Regions from separate parts of the Gasterosteus aculeatus genome. Here region 2 is linked to region 1. The links are chromatin contacts, called in public Hi-C maps. All regions are on one chromosome and are shown on one strand. The core of a region is the stretch at or near the end of the contact, and the rest is flanking DNA. Distances in the headings are between cores, read along the strand shown.

What was found. Hi-C and Micro-C count contacts between places; a contact is called where the count stands out from the background.
Region 2: a contact with region 1 is called in a Hi-C map of liver, with 2.3 times the contacts expected there. The contact joins two enhancer-like sites. A contact is called at or near these places in 4 of 6 Hi-C or Micro-C datasets (liver, skeletal muscle, tail fin and 1 more).

Annotation. Positions count from the first base shown.
Region 1 is chr20:12,560,902-12,565,241 of fGasAcu3.hap1.1, forward strand. The region is part of intron 3 of cdkal1 (CDK5 regulatory subunit associated protein 1-like 1); the gene reads left to right. Among protein-coding and RNA genes, the nearest start is that of cdkal1, 6.4 kb to the left of the region's middle. Within about 2 kb of position 2,295, at least 8 of the 9 cell types and tissues checked have open chromatin away from gene starts, as enhancers often do. A contact at or near this core is called in liver, where this site is marked.
Region 2 is chr20:12,634,198-12,638,537 of fGasAcu3.hap1.1, forward strand. All of the region lies in intron 8 of cdkal1 (CDK5 regulatory subunit associated protein 1-like 1), which reads left to right. Among protein-coding and RNA genes, the nearest start is that of cdkal1, 80 kb to the left of the region's middle. Within about 2 kb of position 1,959, at least 7 of the 9 cell types and tissues checked have open chromatin away from gene starts, as enhancers often do. A contact at or near this core is called in liver, where this site is marked.

The DNA.
Region 1 (4,340 bases), core at 1,045-3,544:
TTTAACTGTTGCACTATAAGGGAAATGTTTCTACTGACAAATAATGTAAATTTAGGTTTATGTGCTCCACTTGGAGGAATTTAAGAGTGAAGTTCCAGCACACATGTAGTGTTTCCACTAGGTTTACAACTTCAGGGGAGGGGGTGGCAGTAGTCGGGCCAGGAGGGCGGTAGGTAATGCGCTGCTACTTTATCTGCTGGTGCGAGTGACACATGCATGCACGCATGCAAAGACACATTTGCGCATGTTTTTTTTATTCCAGACTTTTTCATAGGGGGAGGGCCGCACATGTCCTTCGAAGAGAGCTGGAAATATCAAACTGTATTAAAACATCGGGACAAAAGGATATTGATGAATTCATTAGCTTTCCATATAATTTGATACCAAGATGTCAATTGAGTGCTATTGCTGTGATGGTGAAAACATTAGTAGCAGAAATGCTGTGTCACGTTACTTCCTTTTCGAAGTGCAGTAACTGGTGTTATTTGTGTCAATCAACGATCAACTTTTATACGTTTAAACGGCTAGCTCCCATTATGCTGCTTTTCTCTTTTTGGCAACAATTCTTTCCACATTTCTGTCTACTATGCTGTCTCACCCTGTTGTTTTAGATTACATAAATCCACCAAGTACGCTAGATATCTATTGGAGTGAAGAGTACCGGGGCGGGACCGAAATTTGACAGAAGCTGCGCAGTGCAGAAAAATGTATAAATGAATATAGTAGCCTGCTAGCCATTGTCTTTCAGGGAGAGTTTATGGGAGACTTTTTTTTATTTTTATAGTTGGTTGTTTTCTCTTCCCGCTTTGAATTTCTGGTTGAGAAAAATCTGTTTCAGACTGTGATTACACTACATGGCTTCTGGGAGTCTGAAGGACCTCAGCACAGGAAGACTTATTTCAAGACAAAGAAGGTGTAATGTGACACACTTGGAAGATTGAAGCATTCCTTTATGGATATTGAATCGTTCTAATCTCTGGATTGGGCTTTCTTTCTGTGTCCTTCTCTGCTCTTTAAAGTAAGGCCATGGAGTGACCACATAGAGATCCTTATCGACGATTCTTATCGTGTTTCTTTATTTTATTCAACTCCGTAAGAAATTATCAAGAAAATGATTTATTTTGTGTGTGTATGTATACTCTCATTCCAGTGTTTTTCACTGAGGTTGTTGGAAGGAGAAATTGCCTGTCATGGCCAGAATCAGGGGAGATTACACTCAGCACAGGTGGTGATTGTTTTGAATGGTATAGTATGGAATGCAATGCAATTGTCTAGAATGCCATGAAATTGTTGGGAGTGAATTGTGGAGAGTGGATTGAATTGGGCTTCTGAAGGAGGTGGTGTATAGACTGAAAAGTGGGACGTTGAGTTGGTTGAACCGTGTCCTACAAATGAAAATATCCAATGAATATGAGACGGACGCCTCTGTTGTTCGTATCCGCAGTGCCGATCTGCTGAGTTTAATCAAAGAGTTCGTACAAAGACGGCCTCTGCGGCTCTGCAAACATGACATCACCTTCTCCCCCTCCCTCACATCCTTCTTGCCTGTTTTCTCTTTCACACCCCCCCTCCCGCCCCTGTCCCTCTTTCATCTGCTCGCCAACTCTCAAACTATGACATCACCTGGTAGACATAGTAGAAGTTCTTCTGGTGGCCTGTAGGTGGCATCCTTCGCTTACTGGAAGAGCCTTTTGTTGAAAGACTGCATCGCCGCAATATCAGGATGAGGTCATCCTTCTGGAGAAAGATGCTCTGTGTTCTCATTCATAGTTTCAAAAGTTGTAACTTTCAGTCCATGAAGGCTGCACAGCATCTTATGGGGTCATTAATGTTGCTCGAATGCTCTTACTGAAATCAATATTTTGTGATGACATCACCAGACATGAAGAGTTTTACATAATAAGGCTTATTGATTAAGGTTAAGTGTAAAGTGGCTAGAGGTTACAAAGATTGGTTGGGGAGGGGGGTGCTCCTCATTCTTGAGTCTGAGAGCAACATGGCACTATCATAACAATATTTATTCTCAATATGATATTTAGGAGATGGGTATTTTTTCTCCTCCAATGTCTTTGTGCTTTGCCAGTTGATGGGAATTACTTGCCAGCAAGTTGATTTATTCATAAAATATAATTAAATGTTTCGTAATTCTGAGCAACCTGAGGAAGGTCCACCCCGTACTTTGTTTTCCACCTTTCACCTTTCCAGGTGCCTGTGCCCTGTACCCTGTACCCTGGCTTGACTCCCCGTGCGTGTTGAGCGCGGCTCGCGCTCAGCTTCTGTTCCTCTGTGCAACCAAAGAGGGCACTGTTTACTCGTGGCACTAAACTGCTACACATTACCCACCAACCCCCCTCTTGAGCAGCAGAGCACTGTGCCAAATAGTGACTTCATAGAAAGGCGTGTATGCTCGCATATGGGTGCGCGCACACACATGCACGTGCACACACAGACACTCAAACACCCTTCATGGAAAGTCACACCAGGATATTTTGATTGTTTTTGGCCGCTCTGCTCCCCTCCCAATGTCCTCTCTGCCTGCCAGCCGCACACACAGCACTTCAGTTATGAATTTACATACCGGTTAGGCAAAATTACTCCCCAGTACACAATGTCAGCCAAATGAGGCGTTCTCAGTTCCTGGTTTGGACACAAACGGTTGGAGGATATGGCTTACAGAGCTAGAGGATGTGTGCTTTTTATTGATGAGCAAGTATTCGTGCTACGCCCGGCGCGTTTCATACAGTATTATTTTACACCATTTAGACAATGAACGGCTTACCAATTATGATTGGTATGAAATGCATCATTAATTTAGGATTGGGAGACTAGATGCATTTTCAAAGAAGGGAGAAAAACATTCGGCATGTTTGGATATTTTATTTAGACTGGTACCACAGGTATAAATAGCATGCAACGTTTCCAGAAAATTGCTTTTCTTCTTGTTTTTTTAAATTTGATATACATTTTCCAGAATATCAATTGATGTTATTCCAAAATTTAGCAGAAACATTGCTTAACTGTTCTGATTCAGTTCCTACTGCATTAGTTACAAGCGCGTCGACTGCTTTGTGTGATTGTATTACATCACTGCGGAGTATTCTCACCCAGAGTGTGTGTGTGTGTGTGTGTGTGTGTGTGTGTGTGTGTGTGTACTTCGCATACATGCCGTCTCATTCATAAAACGGAGCGTATGGGGACCTCCCGATTGGCTGCCTGCGTGCTACGCAACATTACACGCCGCAATGTTGCAGCCAATGAAAACTTACAATGTTCGCTCTGACTCCACCTCTCTCACACACACGCGTACATTTGCACAGACATCCAGCTCACACACTCGCGATCGCTCGCTCTTTCTCACACACACTGCAGTGTGAATTGATGTTGTATGAGAGAAGCGCATGAGAGACGAGTTTTTCACAGTCGTCACCCTGCAATGGTGCGCACGTCTGCTGATGCGTCTACGCGTTTGATAAAAGTTACGGGCTGGCTCCGTCTTTCCACTATCTTTCAATCGCATGATGTGAGTCTAATAGCCCCACTTTGCTTAAGGGAAGGGGTGAGAAAGATAAAAGGACGAAGGGATGCAACAAGAGTCTGCGGGGAAGGGAGGTGGGTGCTGGGATGAAGTGTAATGACGAGAGATGCAGATGCACTCGATGCCAAAATCCGCCAAAGCGACAGTTGGGAGAAAGGGAGGCGACTGGGGAGAGCGATGTGCTGCCAGGAAAAGAAAACTAAACTGGCAAATCTTTTAGAAACTATTAGATCGAGGATAAACGTAATGGAGGAAGGTTAAGAGATAAACCGGGGGAAGTTTGAGGACTAGGAGACAACCGCAGAGATGCATAGAAGAGATGCAAGGAGGTTAAGCAATGGACACAAATCAAGTGACATAGTTGTCTGAAAAGAACAATAAAAATGTAACTAGAAACTGAATATAAATGTCAATGTAAGCAAAAGAAATACATTTTCATAATTGCATATAAACCTGAATTGAATGGATTAGATGGAACCTAAAGTTCAGCACAGGCGTTTGACCGGTAGACAGGCTGTTAATATTTAAATAAGGATATGCAAATAGTAGTGTGGTGACATGAGGGTAAAACTATTTTGAATATTAAAGTTATTTGGCAAAACAGGTGTTCCTTTTGTTTGGGGGTTTACTATCCCACTTACTATTTTGTCAGAATTGATGCTGTAAATGATTGCAGTTGCAGTCCAAAGTACATGTTTGTATTGTGTAAGTACGGTTTAAACCGAACAATACTGCTGTGAAGGAATCGCTCTTTGTGTCACACCGACTCACAAAGCTTTGAATTAGACTGCGGCCCGACATGTAT
Region 2 (4,340 bases), core at 709-3,208, 73 kb after region 1:
TCCAGCCCGAGAAGTTGCGGATATTTTTCACACGGACAGAAGTTTCTCCATGTGTGCTTTTCTGCAGGGTTCAGATTGCTACAAGCGTTTTTCATAATCTGGCATTTGTGTAGCCAACAAACTCAAAACAGATTTTCTCACACACACACAGCGGAGCTCAAGCGTATGTCACCTTTAACGAAGCATCATGAACTGATAACAAGTCTTCCATTACTTGACCTAATGTGTTTAACTGCGTCTGTGGAGTTTAATGCATTGAGCATGACAGACTCTGGGTAAACTCTTAACATTGTACGGGCTCCTTCTCCATTTCTGCAACCAAATGTACAACAAGTGTGTCTGCATGAAACCTGTGTACAGAAGACAGGATTGTGCTGGCAGGAAGCTTATGTGAAACGAGGAGGCCTGTCCAACAGAATCCGGCCTGTGGCTGTGTGTGTGTGTGTGTGTGTTGCTTTCTCAGCATACCAAGTATACTGTTCTGTACTACTCTGACTTTTATGGCAAACATCTTCCAGGTCCCGGAGGAGCTGTGGATTAGTCTTTAGTTTGTCTTCAATACTTTCCAATAGGACAACATTAAATTAAAAAAACGTTTTGAGTGAAATTAGAAGCTTTTGCAGATCCATGCACGTCCCTTTGTTACTTGTTGTTAATTCAATGGGGGGGGGGGGGTTCACAGTAGACATTTGATTGAGATTGAGGTGTAATTAATAACATTAATCAAAACCTCATTTAGTTTGGGTGTAACAATGAGGCTCTGTGCCATAGCGGCAAAGCCAATGTTAATAGTATTAGGCTTGTTAGTATTAATAATACTATATATATATATATATATATATATATATATATATATATATATATATACACGCTACCAGTCAAAGGTTTGGACACCACTTCTCATTTGAATGAATAGATAAACACATGTACAGTATTATTATTAATCTGATCTTCTTGTGCTTTTTCTGATGTAAAACGTACAAGTAGTAGGTGGTTTTATTTATTGTAGCTTCTGTATGGATACCAAAGAAAGGTTAATCTCCCAACGCGTTCTGATGGTTTGTCCGCTGTTTGCCGGCTTGATGCGTCCCGTTCATCCACAGGCAGCTGGACTGCCTCTACGCGTTGTAGGTGGACCCTCCTTGTTCTGCTGCCATGGCAGGTTGCAGTGGAGTGATTGAGAACCAGTTTTTGTTCCTCAATCACAGTGGCCGCAATTAAGATGCAGCATCATCCCTCAGCTCCTGCAGTCTGTTTCTCGCTGACGGGCCGCTGTCCGTCTCGCTGCGTCTTCTGTCCCTCCTGGTCTCCGTGTAAATATCCCATTGGTTGCGTCATTGTTGTCACTAGCTTGAGACCAAACAGACCACCGGCTTCATATACACTCACTAGACGAGTATTTAGGGCCCACGCGCACCGGCACCGCGTGTCCTCGGGCCCCGTCTGCAGTCTCACCTCTACCGCTGCTCAGTGTGTGTGTGTGTGTGTGTGTGTGTGTGTGTGTGTGTGTGTGTGTGTGTGTGTGTGTGTGTGTGTGTGTGTGTGTGTGTCTTTTATCACGTGTGTCTGTGAACAGTCTCAGTTTCTGCTAACTGGACGGGAGTCACTGACTCAGTAAAGAAAGGAGAGACTGCTTCTTTTCTTTCTTTCTTTCCCGTTATGGGAGCATATTAAATATCTTTTCTTCGGCTCTTTCTCTAGAAGTTCAAATTAACTGCCGCCATCTTTCACTCGCTTTTCTGCCGCTGTCTTCTTGTTTGCCCTCTTTTCATTCTCCCTCCGCGGGCTGGATAAAAAGGCAACACAGGGCGGTGCGTGCGCGTGCACGCGTGTTTGTTTGTGCGCGTGTTGCGTCTCGTCCTGTGATTTAGTGCCAAGCTGGCAGCGGAGACGAGTGAATAGGGGGCCCCGTTTCACACAAAGGGAGCACGGGATACACACGAACACACACTCGCAACTCCCAGTCAATGCCAGACTGCAGGCCACCAACTGCACACCTGGCATGCTGCTATTATGTCACCAGTGTGTGTGTGTGTGTGTGTGTGTGTGTGTGTGTGTGTGTGTGTGTGTGTGTGTGTGTGTGTGTGTGTGTGTGTGTGTGTGTGTGTGTGTGTGTGTGTGTGTGTGTGTGTGTGTGTGTGAGAGAGATTGTGTAAATCCAGCAGACACCATCTGCTCTGTCCTCTGTGAACTTGTCTCCACACCTCTTCCCTCTCCACGATATCAAAATACATTAAAGCCTCTGGTGAGCGTCGTACTTTTTGACTGTAGTATTCTCCCCCTGTTGCGGTATATATCTCAGTGGTACTAAATGTTCCGTATTCCGTTGTACTGCTCGATGTGTCGTATATCTTGAGCTGTGAACGTGGTTTTAGTGGTGTTGATGACTCTTAAGAACTAACGTGTGTAGTCTTCACCACAGCGCCGCTATTTAAAAGCACCATTGTACCTCCCTATACTCTATAATGGGCTCTATAATAAATCTACAATGCTATACACAGTCTTAACTACAGTTTAGGGTGACTACATAAAATGTAAACTATATGAATAAGTACTCAATAAATGATACGGTGTGACGTTGATACAGTACAACATTCATTTTGTTTTGTCACAGCAGAGAAGGCGTGTGTGTGAGACCCTTTCAGGGCACAGGAGTGAAGTTCAGCGAAGGTAACAAATGGCAAATGTTATAGTAATACAAGTTATAGAAGAATAGTAAGATTTGAAGTGAGCAATAGGTGACGTATCGCTCAGATTTTAAAGTTGATTTGGAGGTGATAGGCTTAATATCAGTTTCTCTCCGTTAAACATTAATTTGCCCTAGTCTCATTTTTCTTCTGTCAAACGTTTCTCTTCCTCTGACCCTCTCTCTTTTTTGTCTTTTCTCTCACATGAAGGCCATGTGTGTCTGTGTGGGGGAGGGGAGAGCAGCTCCACCTTCAGCCAATAGGTGGCAGTAGGACACTTAGATTCACACCCAGACCATGTGCTCTGCTCACTGGCCTTGTTATTGTCTGGTTGTCTTTACACACAGCAGTCTCGCCCCCTTCCCCCTCTCTCTCTCACACACACACACACACACCCAAAGCAGGCTTGTGCCTGTTAAAATGTTTAACTGCTGTAAGTCCTCTGACTCACATTTGGCTTTTAGTTCTTCCTCTCAAAATGCCACTGAGGGTGTGTGTGTGCGTGTGTGTGCTTCCTTTCCCGAGCACACTTCTGCTCCGTTGTTTACATACCAGCTTTGTCCTTGTTACTCCATGTAGTTTGTATCACAAAAGATACAAAATAAAATTCATACTTTTTGTTTTTGTTGCTGGACCAGATAGTAAATGAAGAAATAAACAACTTCCCCTCAAAAAAACAATTATTGTTGAGGTCCCCCGTTTCAATCTTGTGATCTTTTTAGGAACTAGGAAAAATAGGAAAAAGAACACTTCTCGGATTTGTTTCTATTCTTACATCATATTCAGTAAGAAAAGAGGGACAGAATGATCAGTGTTTCACGTTTCACATTATACACTGTAAGCTGCTGATGTTCTAATCATTTTCTGCACAGTTTCCCCTTTTCCCTCCTGTGTTGTTCATTTTCATATCACCGAGTTCTGAAAGAAAGCCTTTGATTTCTGCCCTTACATCCAAGTTACTGGTTCAAAACCAGTAACTTGGATTGTTTCAATAAGCCCAACGAGTAAGCACATACGCACACACACACACACACACACACACACACACACACACACACACACACACACACACACACACACACACACACCCGTGTATAGGGGGGAAAAGAAAAAGCTACTAAAGTTTTAAAGTTAGTCTGCTTTGAAGTCTAGACTTGGGAGGCTGGAGGAGGAGAGAGATTAATTGGGCCGTTTAATCTACGCAGCCCTTGTTTGAACCCTTTCAGCTTTTTGGCAGTGCCACAAAACAAATGCCCTTTAGATACCTACAGGGATTAAAGTTTCTGCCATGTGGCATATTTTGTGTACTGTGGATTTCCGCAAAGACTGATTTGGATCAGCAAGAAGTAAACAATGAAAGTGGGGTATAAATTGGCTTATAGCACCACAGTATGATGGCTTTCTAAGTGTGTTTCACACGGCAAAAAACACATCCACAACTGATACCATTGTCTCATATTTCAATGCAATATGTGTTATTACCACATTTCTCAGGTTGACAGAAGCCTGCCTGTCCAATATTTACTCTCTTTTTAGTTCTGATTTCGGTCTCCACCAACTCCTGAGGGAAATATCTGCCCAGTCACTAACTTGGTTTGTCCAGTGTTTGGTGATTGGTGGGTCGCATACATCACTCTTTGGTTGAACACAGCT